Regions from separate parts of the Rattus norvegicus genome. Here region 2 is linked to region 1. A link is a contact called in public Hi-C data. All regions are on one chromosome and are shown on one strand. The core of a region is the stretch at or near the end of the contact, and the rest is flanking DNA. Distances in the headings are between cores, read along the strand shown. Region 1 overlaps Usp2 (ubiquitin specific peptidase 2). Region 2 overlaps Bcl9l (BCL9 like).

What was found. Hi-C and Micro-C count contacts between places; a contact is called where the count stands out from the background.
Region 2: a Hi-C map of liver shows a contact between it and region 1, with 3 times the contacts expected there. The contact joins two enhancer-like sites. A contact is called at or near these places in 2 of 12 Hi-C or Micro-C datasets (kidney and liver).

The regions. Positions count from the first base shown.
Region 1 is chr8:53,318,696-53,322,903 of GRCr8, reverse strand. All of the region lies in intron 2 of Usp2 (ubiquitin specific peptidase 2), which reads right to left. Among named protein-coding and RNA genes, the nearest start is that of Usp2, 9.9 kb to the right of the region's middle. Within about 2 kb of position 2,388, at least 52 of the 93 cell types and tissues checked have an H3K27ac peak or open chromatin away from gene starts, as enhancers often do. A contact at or near this core is called in liver, where this site is marked.
Region 2 is chr8:53,713,969-53,718,176 of GRCr8, reverse strand. It overlaps Bcl9l (BCL9 like), which reads right to left. Exons shown (of 11, transcript NM_001106817.1): 2 at 2,779-2,835. Among named protein-coding and RNA genes, the nearest start is that of Bcl9l, 7.3 kb to the right of the region's middle. Within about 2 kb of position 1,731, at least 25 of the 93 cell types and tissues checked have an H3K27ac peak or open chromatin away from gene starts, as enhancers often do. A contact at or near this core is called in liver, where this site is marked.

The DNA.
Region 1 (4,208 bases), core at 1,139-3,638:
CAACTTCTGCTCATGATGGGGGAGGGGGCACAGTTCAGTGGAAGAGTTAAGCCTTGAACTTGATCCCCGGAGCTACAACAAACAAAACAACTCTACCCTTCTATAAAGCCTTCCCTAATTAACTCCACCCAGTTCCAAACACCCATTACTTCATCCCCTCAATTTGCACGCTGTTAATTTATCCCAATATATGTATCTTTGTTTTATAGCTGTAAAACTTGCAAACGGTCTGGGATGCTGTGTGGCTTGCCTTGGTTCCTCCAGCACCCTGACTCTCCTCCAGGGCAGGGCTGGAGGTTCCTTAAGGAGGGCTTAGTGAAGAGGGCCAGACCAAGCTCTGCTGGGAATCCTGCAAGCTGCAGTTGTCCTCAAGGGGAAGGGGTGTGTCTGGTCTTACATGCCAAGCAAGTGTAGTGTACTGTGGGTGGGGGTTGCTGGCCAAGAGATGCTCACCTATTGGAGCATGACCTCTGCTCCCACGACTTAGACTTAATTACATGTGCACTCCCATCTTGGTGCTGTGCCAGCATGCTCTCCCTCTTTCCTGGGATGCAGGAGGTTGCCGGGGAGGTGTGGGTGTTTCTGGTAGCGGGGAGGGACAGATGGGGAAAGCTGCTGCATGGGTGTATTTTGAGAAATCTAGGGTGAGTGCAACAGATTCGCACAGCGTCCAGTCTTGTCCAGCAGGTCCTACTGCTGCTAAACGAAGCCAGGGAAGACCCATGGCTTATTCCTCAACTAGGCAAACTCCTGTGAGACCTGCTCTCTTCACAGCCATATCCTAAAGTAGGCTCCATAAAAAGGAGTCTGACCCCCTTGGGGTCTGAATCTGGCTAAGGTTCCATGACTTAAGTCTGAAATATACAGAGCCATATGGGTTAGGTTGAATCCTGCAGCCCAAAGCCACTATTTCTCTGAGCTATTTCCTGCCTCTGGTGTAGGGCAGGTCACTTTCTCTACCTCAGTGGGGGCTCGAACTACAAGATCAGGGACTGAAACTATTCTCCTGTTCTCAGATCCCAGTAGGCAGCTTTGTCCAGGGTTTGGTGATACTGCTTGGGTTCAGGAAGATGTCTCAGGGCCAGTGGTCCAGATCCTAGCAAGTGTCTATCTCCTGGCTTAATTGAGACCTGAAAAGGCAGGGGCTCTGAGTTTGGGGAAAGCTTTCGTGGGCTTCTAGCCCACGGTATCCTTTGCAGAGGAGAGTCGGTTTACCCTTCCCCCATCAGCGGTAGGAAACTATTTCCTTGTAGGAATTAGACCCCCACAGGTCAAATGTTCTGTGCTCTTTCAAGCCCCAGGAAATCTGGCCTGAACCAGCCTTATTCTAGAAGCCCACACACTTCCTTCTATTGCTTATAGCTCTGTCTCGGGTGCTAGTTTTATGTATCCATTGAGGTAAGAGGGGACGAGGGACCACGTGTGCAGCGCCGAGCTCTGAACATGATGTTTGTTTCTGAGGCTGATGGTCAGTGGAGCGGGTCCCCCAGGGGCAGGGAACATTTTGCTAGGCTTGGATTAACTTGTGTTGCTTTGCCCCACCCCAGCACTATATTAACTTAAAGTGACATCCTGGAGTGTGTGTGTGTGTGTGTGTGTGTGTGTGTGTGTGTGTCGGGGGGGTGGCTGAAGGGAAGAGAGGATAGATGGAGGGTTCTGGAAATCAATTGAAAAGTGGAGCTGGAAAGTCATGACAAGGACAGCTGCCAGGTCCCTCCCTGCCCAGGCGAGTCTTCGAGTGATGGAGAAATTAGCACTACGGTGATTCTGATAATCATGCCCAAATCCTCTGCTCTTCCTCCTTGATAACTAGGTCTTGTTCTGGTCATGGGGACTCACTTTATGTTTCTTCTGAGTGCCTTTTGCACAGGCTGAAACCCTCAGGAAGTTTGGTTTCCTTGGAGTGGTTGAGCCTGGCTGGGGTAGGCCAGGTAAGGATGGGCCCCAGGGTGTCAGGTTGTCAATATGGACAAGTAAGACAGGAGAGGTGCAGTCCAGTGAGGCTGAGTCAACAGAATGAGAAGGCAGGGAACAGGAGAGGAACGTCCGCTTTTTGTCCTGGAGTTCTTGGGCCCTCTCTGCCATCCTCCACTTGTTCAAGTCCAGAGTCCCACCCGAGAGGAGGATCACAGGACTCTGGCTTATATAATCTCCCTGTCACTGAACAGCTGGGACCCAAGGCTTCAGAACATGAGTCAGCAACCCCATCGGCAGACGGGACCCAGAGACTCACATTCCATCACTTCTAGAAACAGTTCCCCACCCCGAGCAGAGAGGAAGGGCGCATAAGATCCTGTGTGTCAGAGAGAACAGCCTCAGCCAGACCTGGTGCCTCAGTCCCTGCCTCCGTGTGGAAGAGGCAGGTTCCTAGCCTGCTGACTATGCTCGGAAGGGCCCTGGGCCAACCCGTGGCTCTTCTTGGGGAGAGGAGGCGAGGCCTGGGAGGGGCAAGTGCAAGGCCTGAGGCCAGAAGGCAGTGTGCCAGGGCTGGCCGGGGAGCAGCTGGGGGGGTGGATCACAGGAGGATTAGGAAGGATTGTAGGGTTAAAACACGGGCCTGGCAGTGCTCAGTGGGAACAGCTTGTCCTTCCATAGGCCCCAGGAACAGAAGAGGTGGGGCGGATGGGGGGGGGGCTGACTGGGTTGGTGCTCTCTGGCTCTAGGCTCTCTGTGGGCTGAGCCACCTGCAATGCTCAGTGGGACAGTGACAATCCTTGGTGGTGGCTGGCTCACCACCCTGCATTTTCAGTGACAGTGGAGTCTCAGGGGGAGACCCTCAGAGACCCGGGGCTGGGTTGCATCCTCACTCACTGGCATGTTGGTGGTGCCTCCATTACTCATGCTCAGTGGAGCCTGTGAAGCGAGCTCCAAGCTCAGGTTGGCCGTTACTGTTTTATTGGCTGGAGATGACTCCACCTCCGTGGCTTGGTTTGGGCCTCGTGGCAACGCTGTGAGGTGGGCAGGGCAGGTGCCATCGTTCGCGTTTATAGAGGAGGAAATCCGTCTGAGCTGATAGGTATCCAAAGTTAAAGGGTCAGACCGTGCCTCTCAGAGGTCACGGGCAGCCTCTCTCAGCCCCAGATGACCTCTCCCTTCCCTACCGCTGGAGGAGGCACAAGCACCCAGGCCTGCCTCCTACTGTAGTCATATAAACATGGATTTCCTGAAGTGAACTGAAGGCAGGACTGGCTTGCACTTCTCTTGTGTCCTAAAGCCAGGAGCAAAGATGGCGGACCTTTATTGAGCACCTACTATGCGTCAGGCTCTTTCACAGTAATTTATGACGCAGAAACTATGAGCTCCTTTCATTTTACAGAAGAGCAAACAGACTTAGGAGTGAAGGAAACCTCCAGAGAAAGCCACACTCCTCAGTGCATGAGTGGTACAGAGAGTGCAGAGCTAGAAAACAGAGCACCGAGAGAAGAAGCCACGCTGTTTTTTTTTTTGAAAGAAGCCATCCTGGGAGAACAGAGCTTACTGAGAAGCTTGTGACGGGGCAGGTTTCAAGGCACCAAAAAAGTTGCTCTCACTTCCTTAGGATACAATCAGCCCCAGGAAGTGAGCATCAAGAGGGCTGAGGTGAGGTGACGGTCTTAGGGTGGTGAGACCACAGAGCTCGCTCCTGATTGGTGGTATTGTACTGAGCAGAGCTCAGGATGAAATCCTAGCTTGGCTTTAGGGCACTCTTGACCACCTAACAGTGCTGTGCCTTGCTAGGTGGGAGGGATGCGGGTTCCGGTGACTGAGTTTGCTTGAGGTTCTTTCTGAAAACAACTCTTTTTGGCCCTGGGCTGGGGTAGGGCCAGGTGTCCAAGGAGAAAGGATGGGAAAGGGGACAGCAGGCTCCAGGAAGAGTCGTAAATAGTAGGCTTTGAGGAAGATGACAGATAAGAGCAGATCCAGTGGGAGTCTGGAGTGTATGTTGCCTTTGGCCCAGAAGGCTTCAGCCTTGGCTTAGACAACCTGAAAGGCTTCTAACAGGGCCAATTTTAAGGCACTGTCCTGGGAGCATTGGCTTCAGAGGGCCGAACTCTTAAGCCCATAGATGATTCGCCTGCGGACCCCACACACAAGCATGCCTATATGAGGAGAGTTCCTTTCTTCTGAGCAAAGGAAGAAGTCAGCAGAGGCTCCCTCCACCAAGAGGAGCCTTTCCCTTGCCCATCACCTCCGTGAACAACACTGGACATGTTCTGAATGGACTCTAC
Region 2 (4,208 bases), core at 482-2,981, 400 kb before region 1:
ACCTCACAGCTCCATACTGCCTTATTTCTTCCCAAGGAAGGGCACTGACTCCTAGACCAGGAGGGAAAGAAGGAGGCCATTGGAGCCATTTAAGGACAGAGTGTTTCCTCCAGTCTGGTTCAGAACAGAGCAGCAGGAGTTGGATGGTAGGAAGGGCTCCAAAACTAAAGCAAGCAAGCAGGCGGGGGGGGGGGGGGGGGGGTGTAGGGCTGGGCCCAGAAATGCAAGGGTAAAGACAAAGGAATGGGGTGGGGGTGAGGTAGTCCTTGGAAACTCAAGTCCTTCTCTAGGTCCAGGGCAACTACAAAACTTGCAATCACAGTATGAGGCAGCACCAACAGTGGGGAAACTGAGGCAACAAGGTACGTCTCGCCAGCAGTGGTACCTCACAACTTTAATCCCAAAACACAGAGGCTAGAGAGCTCTGTGTGTTCAAGGCCAGCCTGGTCTGCCCAGTGAGAATTTGCCTCAAGATACAAAAACAAGGGCATTAGAGTCTAAAGACCTAGATGGGTTCTTCCTCCAAGCCCTAAACTCTCCCTTAGGCCAAAGCCCCAGGATAAAGCTCCCACAAGGGGCTTAAATTAACCAATAAAGCCAAGCATCTCTGATATCTGCCAAACATCTACAAACTCGTTCTATGTTTTACCTAACTTAACCTCCAGAACAATTCTACAAAAAGTCTGGTTTCCTTCCCCCCCCCCCCCAGCTAGTCCTGGGATGGAACCCAGGGCCTTGAGTCTGCTAGGCAAACAACATCACCATCTGAACAGTTTTCTTCTTGAGACAGGCTCTCACTGTGAAGACTAGGCTGGCCTCGACTGTACCGCATTCTTCTTGCCTCTGCCTGGAAGTGTAAGCAAGCAGTAATGTGCTCCACTCTTCTCAGAGTCTCCTCTATCTCAGGATAGTCTTCCAATTTACTGTGCAGCTAAGAATGGCGCTGGACTCACGAGCTTCCTGTCTCTACCTTCAGAGAGCTGGGATTAAAGACACGTGCCTCCACGCCTGCCTTATGCCCAGCTTATGTCATCCTAGGCTTGAGCGTGGAGTTTGTGGATGAAGGCAAGCACTCTATCAACTGAGCCACAGCCCCAGTATAGCTTTTTTTTTTTTTTTAATTATTTCCTGAGATAAGGTCTTGCTATGTTACTTAGACTGGCCTTGAACTCCTGAGGACAGAGGAATCCTCCCTCAGCTGCTAAAACAGTTGGAACTATGGGCAGGCTCCTACCACCACAGGCAGCCTTAGAAAAGACTTTATTTTTAGGATCTTGGAGCGTTTGGGGTTTGCTGGCTTGTCTACTTGAGACTAGATATTACTCTGTAATCCAGGATGGCCTCGAACTTGAAATGATCCTCCTGCCTCTACCTCTCAGTTGTTGGACATTCCATTCCTGGCCTAGAAAGCCCTTTTATTATTCCCTCTTTGCAAGTGAGAAGAGTTAAGTAGCTTGCCCAAAATACATAGCCCACCATTACAGGATCAGGATTGGAGCTCAACACTCCAGCAATTGGGTTCTTAGCCACTGCCCTGTGCAGATGCAGCATGGTGTCAGCCCCTCACAGCGTTCAGGCCTAGCCTTCATCCTTTGCACCCTTGCACCCTCCTCCTAGGTCTAATGGATATCAGGTCCTGCACTAAAGGCCACAGTTCCTGCCTGGGGGAAGAGATCAAAGAGAGACCTGAACCCTGCGGCCTCTATACAGGTGCCCTGCTGAGCCAGGCCTGAGATCTCAAAGAGCAAAGTTCTAGGGCCTCCCTAGCTCCACCCCCCACCCCCCCAGTCCGTTACCTCCTCACTCATCCAGGTCTCTATCAAGTCAGCATGGTCCCAAGACAAGTTCCTAGTGCTCTAGCACAGGCTCCTGCAGAGATGCCCCGGGGCTATGAGAAGTCCTGCCGTCCCACAAGTCCTAGGTGGGAGTCAAAGGTCAAGCGGGACTTCCCAGAGAAGGCGGGAGTCCCAGCCCCACTGCTGACCCACCTGGCCCTCCTCTTCCCACTTTTTTTTCACCGTCTGAGTTAGAAGCACAGTTTCCTCTGGGAAGATAGTGGCCTCCAAAAGGGAAAGTTGGGGGTTGGGAAACTAGGTGAAGGAACTAGAAGTTTCCCCCTCCAGAGGACCGTCCAGGAAAAAGAAGCACCTCCCCCCTTCCCTTCCTCAGACTTTCCCTAGTCCACAGGAGCCTACAGGCTTGTTTGTTGTGAATGTAGAGTTGTTGCTAAGTAAGGAAAGAGGGAGGAGGGAAGCTATGTACGTACGTGCCTCTGTGTGTGTGTGTGTGTGTGTGTGTGTGTGTGTGTTGTGAGTATGTACACGCCTGTGGAACCAGGACAACAAGCAGAAACCAAACTTACAGTGGTGGCTGGTGGCCAGTGGACCGGCCGATGGGCATGTTGGATTTGACTCAACCTCTAGAAGCCAAAGCCAAGGAGGGAAGACAAGTAATTGGGACAGCCGTAAAAATCTACCTTGCCCTCCAGGTGGACACAGTTCTGAGTCTCCCACCTCCCACCAGGAGAAGAGGCTTAAAGAAGGCCTAGAACTTTTGGTGGCACCCAGCTTTAACCCTTCCCTGTCCAGGGCGCGCACACACACATACACTCCAGCAGTACTGCCCACCTAGAGACAGAGGAGAATGCAAGTGGGGCAGAAAGCCAGGAGGAGGGAGCCGACAGAAAGAGCCAAGCAGGAGGCTAAGCCAAGATGATGCGGCCACTGCAGACAGGATGGGAAGGCCAAAAAGCAGCACAAAACACATGGACCCGCTCACCTCTGAGGAATGTGTGTCAGGTTCAGGCTCAGGGGTGTGGTCTGGGATGGGGGCTCCCTGTGGAGAAATGGTCACAGCTAAAAGTCCCAGGCCAGCCATGTATGCCCCTGATCCTCCCAGAATTCCAACCCTAGCCCCCTCCCCAGCCATAAACATGTACAATTCACAGACAACCTACAGCTCCAGGAAGTCTCAGAGTTGCTCAGACACCCCCTATGCACACACACACACCAAGGACTTCTGTGGACTGGCCAGGATCCAGGCCTGACCCAGCTGCCCCATCACACCACCCCCCCTCCCTGTCCTGGAAGCAGGAAGGAGAAGGCACTGGAAGACCTCAGACTTAGTTCCCTGAGAGCTTGGCCCCACAGAGAGAGGGAGGGTGGAGGACTCCCACGTCCTGGCCTAAGGACCTGGGGGGAGGGGTGGCTGAAGCCCAAGGACCCCGCTTCCAGAGCCAGCCATCCCCAGGTTAACTTGTGGCAGGGGTAAGGGTTTTCGCTCCTATGTACCCATGTGGTCTCCTTGGCTATAACCCTGGTTCTCTAAAGACAAAGAGTCCTGGGCACCTGGTCTATGTACCAGGGCCTGGGGGCGAGGACGGTTTAGCAGTTTAGTAGCACTGGGTGAAGCTCCCACAGCAGGAGGGAGGGAGGCTGGTGGCTGGGCTCAGTTTGTACTGGGGGTCAAAGGGGAGTTCTTTTCCGAAGAATTCTGGGAGAGACGCCAACTAGAGCAAGCTGCTAACCTCCTCCCTCTCTCTTGCTGCACTGGGGTGGGGGGGTGTCCCTGCCAACCAGACTTAACCCTCTGCAGCCTGTATTACTCTTGGCTCAAGATGGGGCTGTTAGAAGGGGACCCTGACTGCTCCCAGCTTCTAGTGACAAGAGACAGAAAGCACACCGTGCCCACCAGAAAGAGGCTGTCTCCCTATGGTTCCGTCTGCACCGCCCTGCCCTACCACCATCTAGGTGACTTTTCTAGACTCAACTCCCAGAGGTGTCTGCAGTGACGTGCCCATGTGCATGTCTCAGAGACAGAGATTGAGAAACAAACTGAAAATTCCTTGCCAAGGCCCTCCTCCTGCTGGGTCACTGAGCCCTGTACCAACATGGGTCTCCACTACTCCCTTCTTCCCACTGTACTGGGGACCAAAGGACACTTCAGGGGAAAGAAGTCTAGCCTATGCCCACCTCCCCGAGGGAGGCCTCCACAGGCCCGTCACTCACAGAAACACCCCCTGCCCATCATCCTCCTCACTGACCATGGTACTTCCAGAAAAGCAATCAGATCCTAAGATAGGAAACTGAGTCCTAGCAAGGAGTTGGAGCATCCCAGTTAGTGTATATTACCAACCAGCATAAATATACTACCAATACTCAGACTTTAGCCAGAAGAAACAAAAACCAAAACATTCATAGCTGCCCTCC